Regions from separate parts of the Triticum aestivum genome. Here region 2 is linked to region 1. Evidence: chromatin contacts called from public Hi-C data. All regions are on one chromosome and are shown on one strand. Each heading gives the region's core, a stretch centred on a gene start, on an enhancer-like site or on the middle of the called end of the contact. The rest is flanking DNA. Distances are from core to core; before and after follow the strand shown. Region 1 holds the start of LOC123141841. Region 2 holds the start of LOC123145593.

Evidence for each region. Hi-C and Micro-C count contacts between places; a contact is called where the count stands out from the background.
Region 2: a Hi-C map of leaf shows a contact between it and region 1, with 4 times the contacts expected there. The contact joins the promoter of LOC123145593 here to the promoter of LOC123141841 in region 1. A contact is called at or near these places in 2 of 5 Hi-C or Micro-C datasets (leaf and root).

The regions. Positions count from the first base shown.
Region 1 is chr6D:429,992,048-429,997,340 of IWGSC CS RefSeq v2.1, forward strand. It overlaps LOC123141841, which reads right to left and starts at 3,220. Exons shown (of 1, transcript XM_044560906.1): 1 at 1,830-3,220. The coding sequence starts at 2,776. The coding sequence ends at 2,138.
Region 2 is chr6D:430,193,016-430,198,308 of IWGSC CS RefSeq v2.1, forward strand. It overlaps LOC123145593, which reads right to left and starts at 2,731. Exons shown (of 2, transcript XM_044565057.1): 1 at 1,888-2,731; 2 at 124-707. The coding sequence starts at 2,716. The coding sequence ends at 376. LOC123145592 (outer envelope protein 64, mitochondrial) reads right to left here. Exons shown (of 13, transcript XM_044565056.1): 9 at 5,281-5,293; 10 at 4,169-4,296; 11 at 4,035-4,086; 12 at 3,847-3,916; 13 at 3,248-3,516. The coding sequence ends at 3,434.

The DNA.
Region 1 (5,293 bases), core at 1,970-4,469:
GTTGGATAGTTCATCATAAACTCGGCACATGAGTCTGCTGTAAGTCAGTGAGCTGTTTGGCCCATCTTGTGGTTCACTTAGGTTACCTCTATGGTAACATCTTGGTCTGTAACTTAATTGCACTTGGCAGCTTTGTCCTGGCATTTTTGTACCACCCAAACGATGCCCTTTCATCATCTAACCACTTGGAAAAATGTTACTCCCTCCGTTTTTATTTACTCGGCATATTAGGTTTGTTTAACGTCAAACTTTATATACTTTCAACAAGCTTGTCGAAAAATATATTAACACACATCACCAAATATATATCATTGGATTCATCATTGCATATATTTTCACATCATATGAATATGTTACTGTAAATGTTCATATTGTTTTCTACAAACTTGATCAAACTTTATAAAGTTTGACTTCAGTCAAAGCTAATATGCGGAGTAAATAAAAACGGAGAGAGTACTTCAAGATTAATTGTAGCCCCTCCGAAACCTATGAAATAGCCAGGTTAGCAAAATTTTCAGCCACTAGGGATTGGTTTGAGGAGCCGATGAAGGATATTGTACCTCTTCTTATGGACGATGTAACAATTATTTCTAATTAATAAAGTTGAAGTTTTATTTAAAAAAAAATTGTAGCCCCTCCGAAACCTCAAAGAATTCCAATGCCCTTCTACCTCAAGGTACATGCTGGCTCAACCATTGGCAAGGCTTGCAATATGATGAGAAAGTTTGATTTCCTCTACAAATGTGTATTGACATCACTTGTTCCCAAGAGTGGACATAGAGCCATGCTGACTTGCTGAGGAACTACATTATTGACCTTATGGTGAGGATGCAATACCCAGATGAGAAGATAGATGTGATAGGCTTTGTGTACAACGAGATCCATCTTGCTTCCATTGAACAAGGCCCGAGTTTTCCCTATGCTCCATTCATTAAACTCCTCATTGATTCTAAAGTGTCAAATCCTCTCTACAAGGACATCCGCCACTAAAAATGGACTCATAGGCTTGATAATTTTGATAAGGAGAAGGTTCCTAACAGCGCATATAGGAGGAAAGGCAAGGCTTCTTTGGTCAAGCAAGCTCATGGTTAAAGCTCAAAAGGCCATCTCTGGCTTATGCTCCCACAACGCCATTGAGATTGCAAATGTGAAGAAGGATGCCTTAAGTCAAAGGGGTACAACGATCACCTTCATGATCTTGGAGACCATGTGGACAAGCTCATGCGAGAGATTGGTAAGCTTCCTGAAAGAACATCTATACGCTAAGTGGATTTTGGTGATAATGACAACTGATTAGGTGCTAACGAATGCATTGAACATATGAAAAGCTTTAGTCCCATTGAGATGAAGCAAAGGTGCTTGGAGACCGTCCATAAAAAACGATAAAAGAGATGGCGCTATTGTGATCCTACCATCGGAGCTCCAATCCAATTCAAAGTCACTATTCGGACTACCTTAGCCATCAGAGAACCAAACTGTAACCCTAATAGATCTAACTACAGAGCTACAATGTAGATCCAGGATCTCCACCCTCTCCCGCCGTCGGAGCGACATGCGGAGTAGGGGACGTGTGGCTGGTGGGGAGTGGGTGTAGCTATGGCGGCCGTCTAGGGTTTCTGAGACGGGGCAGCTGGGTCATTGGTTAGAGCACTCTGATACAACTCGATGTTTACCCAAGTCAGAGCCGGACGTACCACACGTCGTGGTTAATTCCAACAAGCATGGTGATGATATTGGTCCACAAGCTTAGAATAGTAAGTGAGATTGTAAATAAATTTGGAGCAGCTTACAAATATACACAAACGTACGTGTTGACCTCTTGGTCCAGGTTAAAGAAAAGAACATGTTGATCTTCATATATCATGGCAATTAAAAGCATGCCTCATACATCAAGAATTCAACTACCAATACTATGCAAACCTAGACTTTTGCCCAGGTTTACATTGACCTCACAACTCCCAGGAGAAAATGAAAAAAAAAGGAACGAAAATTAAAACTAGATCGATCCCTTTTATGGCGGCGTTTCTTCCATCCAAAGAAAAAAACTTGGAGAAAGGAACATAAAATAAAATAAAATAAAAATGAACCCGGCAGAGGCAGTTGTCGACTCGACGTCGATGAAGGTGTCCAGGACCAGCTACACCGTGCATGGCGCCGGGACCTTGGTGGCGGCCGCCCTGACGAGGGAGAAGGTGGGCAGGGGCAGGCTGCTGGGCGGCGGTGCGAGCGCGTGCAGCAGGTCCTCCACGAAGCCCCGTGTCACCTCGCGCTCCAGGTCGTCCAGCGCCTCCGTGACCGCCGACGTCGCCGGCAGCGGCGCCGCCCTCTGCAGCGGCTTCCTCCGCTGCGCCCTTGGAGGCTCCTCTGCGGACCTCGGTGTCCTCGGCTTCTTGCTCTTGCCCTCCAGCATCTTCCTCGGCGCCGACACCGTCATCCCGGTCGCCGTTGTCTGTTTGACCTTGGTGACGGCGGCCGGACGAGGCGGCAGAGTCGACGGCTGGTATGGGAACGTGGCGTGTTTGGCCCTGGTGGCCGGAGGGCGGGGTGGGAGACCGGGGTGGTTGAACGGCAGGGGAGGGAGAGAGCCACACGAGTAGAAGTTATACGGCGGGTATAGAAATGGACCCGGAGGAGCCGAGGAATAAGGGAAGAAACCGTAGGCGCTCGGAGGCAACGGTGGCAAGCTCATGGGGGCGACCCTCCGGCCGCCTCCGCCGGCAGACCTCCGGCGGAAGTTGTGGCCGCCTGCTGATCGGTGGACGAGAACATCATCCATATCCAATCTAGGAGAGAGAGAGAGAGTACGCACGGCCAAACAATATTAGGCAAGAAGGAAATTCTACTAAAACAACATGCAGAAGTTTTCCAGCAAGTTGATCATAAAAAGATTGATCGTGCAAGGATGTTCAACGGAGGAAATGAAGAAGATGATCAAGGGATCTAACAGAAAGAAAAGAAACCAAGATGTAAAATAGAGATAGACAGTCGGGGATCGAGAAGGGAAACCGGCCGAGGCCACAGCCGCTCTCTAGAGCAGAGAGACGTACAGTCCGATCACCTCCGGGCGATGGCTCGGAGGCATCGCCGTGCCGCCTTTTATAGGGAGATGGACGGTTGACTTGCAAGATGCAACCTGCAAGTCGTTCCTCTTGATCTGTACCCGATATTTGTTAATGGCAAGTGCCATGCACATGTTATTCTTTAATCCCACGGCTGATCTTTGGCTCTTTGCTTATTGCCTACCGCAAGCATAGTGGCGAAGTGGGGTGTGTAAACTACGATAGATCCAAGCAACTTGCGTGATATTGTGGAATAAAGCCACCGACCAGTACGGCCTGGCTGCTTCCGACCAGACCGCCCGTCACGCCTGCCCATGTGGACAATAATGGGAAATCATGTAACGAATGCTCGCTGACTCTGGGCCAGCGTTTTCCCGTGGCCCCACATGGAAATGAGCTGGGTTGGCCAGCACCACACGATCGATTTGTTGCGTGGGTCGGGTTTCCAGCGGTGGCGGGAATCTGGCGTGCAAGGAGCATGTGCGGGTGAGCCGACCAAACCGCCAATTCCGTTTCCGCCGTCGGATGGGCATCGTGGCTACGCTGAGCTCCATCCCGCCGTCCAGTGTACCGCGCTCGCTCTTCTGCATTCTTGCGTTGCAGTTTCGTAACCATGGAGGTAGATTACGGAAACTCACTTTGGCTCCTGAGCACCAGCGTTCCTGCCTTCCTGGTGTCCCAACCTTTCACTTCACCCTAATCATCAACGCCTTGTACTATGTCGTGGTATTTCCCTGAAGTATTTAGTGGCGGAGCCAGCGCCCGGCGACCCTGGGCACTTGCCCGGGCTCTCTCGCTACACGCTAGGTACAATGGCCCCGTTATACTATGAAAAATCGTCAACGCCTCGTGCTTTACCCGGGCAGATGGGCTGGTTGTGGTAGGGTAATCAGGTAATGGGCTTTCTTTTCCTTCAGTAAATGGGTTAGAGCATGGTTAATAGTATAGCCAGCGTGCTGGCTATATAGACATGACATGTCATCAAGAGTTAGTATTATTAATTACTCATACAATAGAGCTGGCTATAAGGTTGGCTATAAATTCATAACCTTTTTTCACTTTCTTTCTATCTCTTTTCTCTCATTAAATGCCTTTACCTAGGAGCAGGCATAGAGGTTGGCTCTTGCATGAGAGCCCACTCCATGACTTTTTCCTTGTCTCTCTCCTCCACATAGGCAAAAGTGTTATGTAAGCGGGCTTATAGCCCACTATTGTACTTGCTCTTAGATGGACATGATTGACGTGGGATTATAGGCCTATTCGGCTACTGGTCTAGCAAGCCGTCTATCGGCTGTTGTTTACTCCACACGAAAAAGACCACAATATTTTCTAGAAAAAGAGGACCACGATCAGTTGATCAATCCACCTCCCCGCGACCTGGCCTGCTCGGCTGTTGCAGATGGCGGTACTCTGGGGTCGATTGGAGACGGAACGGTGGCGAGTGGAGGCTGGCCTCCGCTGTGCGCGTGGCTGGCCGCGGGCTCCGAAGCAGATCCATCTGAGGAACGGCTTGCATCCTCGGTCGGCGGCTTCTTATCCCCTCTTTTGTGATAGGTGAGATTGCTAACTTTCGAAGATTGATAGATTTATTAGGGTTTAAATTTAGAGGTTAAAGCATGCCCAGTTGGTCATTCAGGCTATATATTACTTCTTCACTGTTAAAATAGATTTGTGGTTATATGTTGTGTATTAGAATCAAAGGTATTTTTACTGGTCAACAAAATTTTGGAAACCGTTCGGTTACTGGATATTTTGTTGGACCCCGAATATTTTTGCTAGACGTTTGGGTAGTGTCAAATAGAACACGTATACATATTTTAAAACAACACCCCCCTAGACTCCGGAAGTGCTTTCGAGGTTAAATACTAGTATATATTCTGCTGATAAATGAATATAAATTCAAAATTCATTTAAATACTTGGGGGAAGGCAAAACTAATTATATTTTTGAAAACCGGTTCTATCGGTCTCTATAGGAAAGAGACCGGTATCAAGAAAAAAAACATGGTCCAAACTCCCAATATTAATTTTTAGAATATATAGTTGGGCTTAAACTTGTCCTTCACAAAATTTCTGGCACCGCCACTGGAAGTATTCAATATGGGGTGGCACAATTGTGCCATTGATCTGGATGGTGCACACAAGGAGAGATTTATCCAGCTTAGAGCATCTCCAGCCGTTCGGCCCCCCAGGACGCCGAAAAAGAGCCGTCTAGGGGCGAACCGGCGTTTGCTT
Region 2 (5,293 bases), core at 1,481-3,980, 200 kb after region 1:
TTTTCTGCTCCTGATGATTCAGCAAATGAGCAAAAGGCCTCGTTCTTTTCCTTTGTATCCATGCAGCATTTCTATGAACTTGTTCGGCGTCGATACGACGATTTCTTCAGTCCTTTTGGTCCAGTTTACTGCTCAGGCAAGAGGGAAAATCTGTTGGGTTCTCTGAAGATAATAGGGTTACAAATTTGCTCAGGCCTGCTATGAACAGAGTCCAGATGCAAAAAAAAGAAAAATGCAGATTACACTAGCATAACTTGTGAACTTCACATTCTGTTGTACTGAACTTACATACACAACTACTAGTAAGTTGCTCGATCGAGTTGCACACACGTGAGCATCAGCCAAAAGTGCTCCGGCGTACGTGCTGGCTGCTGGTCAGGCGAGGAGCTTGCGCGACTCGGCGTACCATCGCGTGTAGCAGCGCTCGAGGTTGGGCCAGTCGGTGTCCGGGCAGGCGGCGAAGTGGTGCAGCCACAGCGCCAGGGCCTCCTCCTGCTGCTCCCACCGCAGCTTCTCGATCAGCTCCTCCAGCACCGTCACCATCTCCGCCCTCTCCCTGCCGCTCAGCACCGGCGCGTCCGTCCCGTTGCTGCCGCGGCAGAGCAGCGGCAGCCACGACCGCAGCATCTCCATCCGCTGCTCCGCCACCGCCGCCTTGCCCTCCTCCTGCTCGAACTCCGCCGAGTTGGCGTGCCTGAACAGGAACACTGCACAGACAGTTAATGGCGTCCGCGTGCGTGAGAGTGCGTCTTCTTCCCTTCGAGCTCTTTTATGGTACCCCGCGTCAAATATTAGCCATCCATTCTTGAAATCTAATGGTGACGATCGATCTGTACTGCTCCAATTTGCCAATAGAATCGCAAGCGGTATAGCTTGCACCGCTTCTCTCCCGTCCTCCAGTATACAAATCGCGAGGGCATTTTGGGAGTAAAAAGTTTCAGCCCGCCGTCTCGCCCTCTGGGGACTGGTCCGCCGTGACAAGGCCGGCTGGGCCGGCAAGGTGCAGCACCTTCGAACCGACTTTTACGCCTTCCGGACATCCGATGCCTCCCGGCGCACGCTGCTCGCCAACGACGGCGGCCGGCCATGCCAGGCAGGCGAGACCATGGCGGCTGGCTGCGGGCTGCCCCGGCCTGCCCTCTCGGATCACGCTGTCCGCGGACGGTGGCGAGGCGACCCGAGGCTGCGGGACTGCTTGCGTGCGGGAGGCGGGAGCGGACGAGCAGCTACTGCGGGGCTGCTTGCGTGCGGGAGGCGGGAGTGGACGAGCAGCTACTGCGGGGCTGCTTGCGTGCGGGAGGCGGGAGCGAACGAGCAGCTACGGCGGTGCTGCGGGGCTGCTTGCGTGCGGGAGGCGGGAGCGAACGAGCAGCTACTGCGGTGCTGCGGGGCATGCACGACGGCTGTTGCTGCGAGCGTGGAGCGCGAACGGGCGCACGCGTGGCTGGGTGTGTGCATGCGAGACGAGCTCCAGTGACTCGTCCATGGCGGACAGGGTGCCGGCTTCAGCGAGACGACGCTACTGTATATGAAAACGACGGGAACGAATAAGACGAGCTCGAGGAGGAGGTCGTGGTCAAGGACGACGGCTCGGGGGGCACCTCCGTCCAGCAACCAGAGCAGAGGTCGAAGGAGACTGTGGAGGAGTCGTGGGACATGGCGGCGGAGCTTGCCGTCTTGGTTTCCCATCGCCAATATCCGCTGACCGACGACGTCGCTAAGGTTCCCATGACAGAAAATTTATGTCTATCCTACCCTCAGGAAATCAGCGGTCAGATTTTAATATACCGCTTCCTCCCTGTTACCAGTATAGGGTACCGTAAAAACTCTCTCTTCCCTTCGGAGTTTCTCAAGGAAGGAAGGAAATGGTTTGCCCGTAACACGTACCAGCCAGCCGGAGCAGCGCGACCTGGAGAGTGGGCTCGGCGACGAGCGCGCGGCTGCCGAGGCGCGACGCGGCGCCGAACTGCACGGCGGCCTCGCGCGCCGCGCCGCACTCGGCCATCTTCTGCCCGAGCCACAGCAGCTCGGCGGCGAGCTTCTCGGCCGCGGGGCCGCCGAACGCGTCGTTGCCTTCCAGCGCGGCGACGGTCGGCCTCCACCACCGCACCCCGGACCTGACCGCGCGCACGGCCAGCTCCATCCCGGGCGGGCCCCACTCGCCGCCCGCCGACGCCTCCAGCTGCCGCAGGGTGCGCTCGAACGCCCCGGCCAGCGCGGCGCGGGTCACTGCGGCGACCCGCGCGCCCACGTTGTTCTCGTCGAGCAGCCGCTCCGCCAGCCCGCGCACCAGCTCGTGCTTGCGGGAGGCGACGGGGAGCCGCGACGCAACCCAGAGCACGTGCCCGAGCGCGCGCTCCACGCAGGTGGACGCCACGGCGGCGGTGGCCCCCGCGCCCGCGCGGTCCCCGCGCAGCGGCGGCGGCAGCGAGGGCGCGAGCGAGGGGGGCGGCGGCGGGGGCGGGGGCGAGAGCGCGGAGAGGAACGCGAAGAAGAGGGAGATGAAGGCCTGCGTGGCGAGCAGCGCCAGCCGGCGGAGCACGGACAGCGCGCGCGCCGCGGCGACCGGGAGCGGCAGGAGGAGTATCGTGGAGGTGGTGGTGCCCTGCTCGCTGGACGACGGCGAGAAGGCCGAGAGGAAGCTGGCGGCGAGGGACACGAGCGGGTCCATGGGTGTCCGGAGCTGGTGCCGGCGCTGCTGCTGCGTCGTCTCCATTCGACCGATCTCCAGAAGAAAGTGATCTGTGAGGTGGAAGAAACGAAGGCGTTTGCTTGCTTATCCAAGCCACTGCACAGACCCAGGTCGAGCGTGCTCACACATACGGACGCGCAGAGGAAGGAGGGGACAAGCTGGAGGTCGCCGTCGGGCGACTCGTCGGTGCAGTTTGCTTCGGCCAACTGGCGTGAACCGGCGGTCTGGCGTCGAGCGTTTGTCCACGGGGGAGATCGTGGTTCAGTCGTTCGTGGCTCTTTTCTGGCAGTTTTTTACCGCCGAACCGTGGATATCTGTCTGGTGTTCAGTGACTTATCCTTCACTTGTGGTCACGTTTCCACGGGGGCAGAGTGGCATGAGTTGAATTGCCAGTCGTTTTAGAATTTCTTGGTACATACTGTAGTTCATGCAAGGTGTTGAGAAACCGCTATCACACGTTGCCGTATTGGATGTAAAAGTTTTACAGCCTCAACCAAACACAGTTGGAATGTTTCTTGCCAGTTGTTTCAGATGCACTCAGAAGATGCCAATATCTTCACGAACTCATGCCAAAAATTTCAATTTATGAAACGAGAACAACGACACCCGGTGGCACTACAGAAGCCAAGTGTTCAGTGTCTTGCGACCAATTCTCCTCACGGAGCAGAAGGGCTCTTTCCTTTACAGACTAGTTTGATCACAAAATTTGAAGGTTGCAGTTTTCCAGCTCCGCCACCCGAATCACCTGAGGTGTTTCTGTAGCCTTTTCTCTGCTGCAAGGGCTGTTCTGTTCTGCGGCTCCAAAGCTAAAGCATGCCTGAAATCTGTACACGGAAGGCAAGACCAATGAGATTGAGAAAAATGAATATCACTATTACAGAAACATAAGCTATGCTATTGCTGCCAACTAGTTTTACCAGAACATCTATAATAAGATCATTCTATTCCTGACTATTTCCTCGAAAAGAAAGTGAAATCAGTCAACTCAATGTTAAGCCTAGATGGCTACAATTGCCAGTTACGCTGGCTTCAACTCTTTACCAGCTTTGCTGGGTGCTGAGCTATTAGCGACCAGCAAGAGTATCATGAAAGACCCCACTGTTTCAATCAGATATATTAGTAAGAAATAATTGCATGCTAGAAAATTTCCACACCTTGCAGAGCTTCTTGGTAATTCAAAACACTTTCTTTTGCGGTACCTCGTCGTAGGTATGCTTTAACATTCTGAGGCAACAGCAGCATAGAGAAGAAATGTGAATCTCTGATGTCACCATAAATAACAGCACAAGATGGTAGTGATATTTTGTAACCATGGAGAAGTGACTAACAAAAAGCCACTTACCTTTTTATCCAACAGCAAGGCTTGGTCGCAATCCGCTTCAGCTTGCTTGAAACTGCATAAGATTCAAAATGCATGAGCTTGATAGTGCTGATTTCAGGCAATTGTGTTCAAAGGGAATGGTATTGAAAGCATACCGGCCAAGTTCCAGATAAGCAGCTGCTCTATTGCAATAGTATGTCGCATTTGTGTCATTCAATTTGATTGCCCCGGAATAGAATTCAATGGCTTTGCTCCATTGTTTTCTTTTGAAGGAATTATTTCCCTGTCAAGCAAACATAAAACCAAATTGTGGATTGCCCAAACCATGAACATGATTGAATACATGAAAGCTAGAATTTTTTATTCTTTTATTATTGTTATTTTCCAGTGCTTGGTAGTCAATGCACAATCTTCTTATATATTTATACTACTCAGGGTTTGGACTCACACTCGATACAGGACCAAAAAATTATCCGTGCTCACTGAGTACCAAAATCAGTGTGTAGGACCAGATAGGAAACAGGCAAAACTAACACAATCTTAGAGCATCTCTAGCAGATCCCGCAAACCGGGCCGTCTGCTATAATAACCGCCGGTTTGCGGGATCCATCCCGTATCCCCGGCCCGAACAGATCCTCCAAATCCGGCCATCCCGATTTTTTTTTTTGGGATCTAGAATCCGCAAGCCCAATTCCTCCATGTCTGCGGGATTTCACCCGTTTTTGCAGGCTCCCCTTTCCGTTGGCGGGAGGGAAGTTTCATCACCAACCGCCACGCCTCGCCTGCTCCCAACGGTGACCAGCCCAGCCAAGCGCTGCCACCGCCCGCCGCCGCCTATGGCCGTGGAGGTTTGCCGCAGGGTCCCTACGCCCCCCCCCCCCCCTATCCCTTCCCTCGAGCACACACAGATGCGGTCACCGGCGAGCCCATCCCCTCCCTCGCCGCCGCCAGCTCACCGTTGCTCCTCCCTCGGGCGACCGCTCGTCACCATGGACAGCCGTAGCCTTCCGCATCAAATCCCGAGGTTGCCCCGTCGGAAACGAGCACATCCCTCGGCAACACAACCCTTAGCAACAAAATGTCAACATATCGTTAAAAAAAATGACCTTTTTAAACAGCTATGATGCATCAAAATTGCCGTCGGTTACTGATGAGTGCGAACCTGGATGCCCAATTATGTGTTCTTGGATGGGAAAATACATATCCAAGGTAAAATGATGAATGAATTCGTCTGATGCATGCACTGCTACAAATGAACGAGATATACCTTTTCTTTCAAC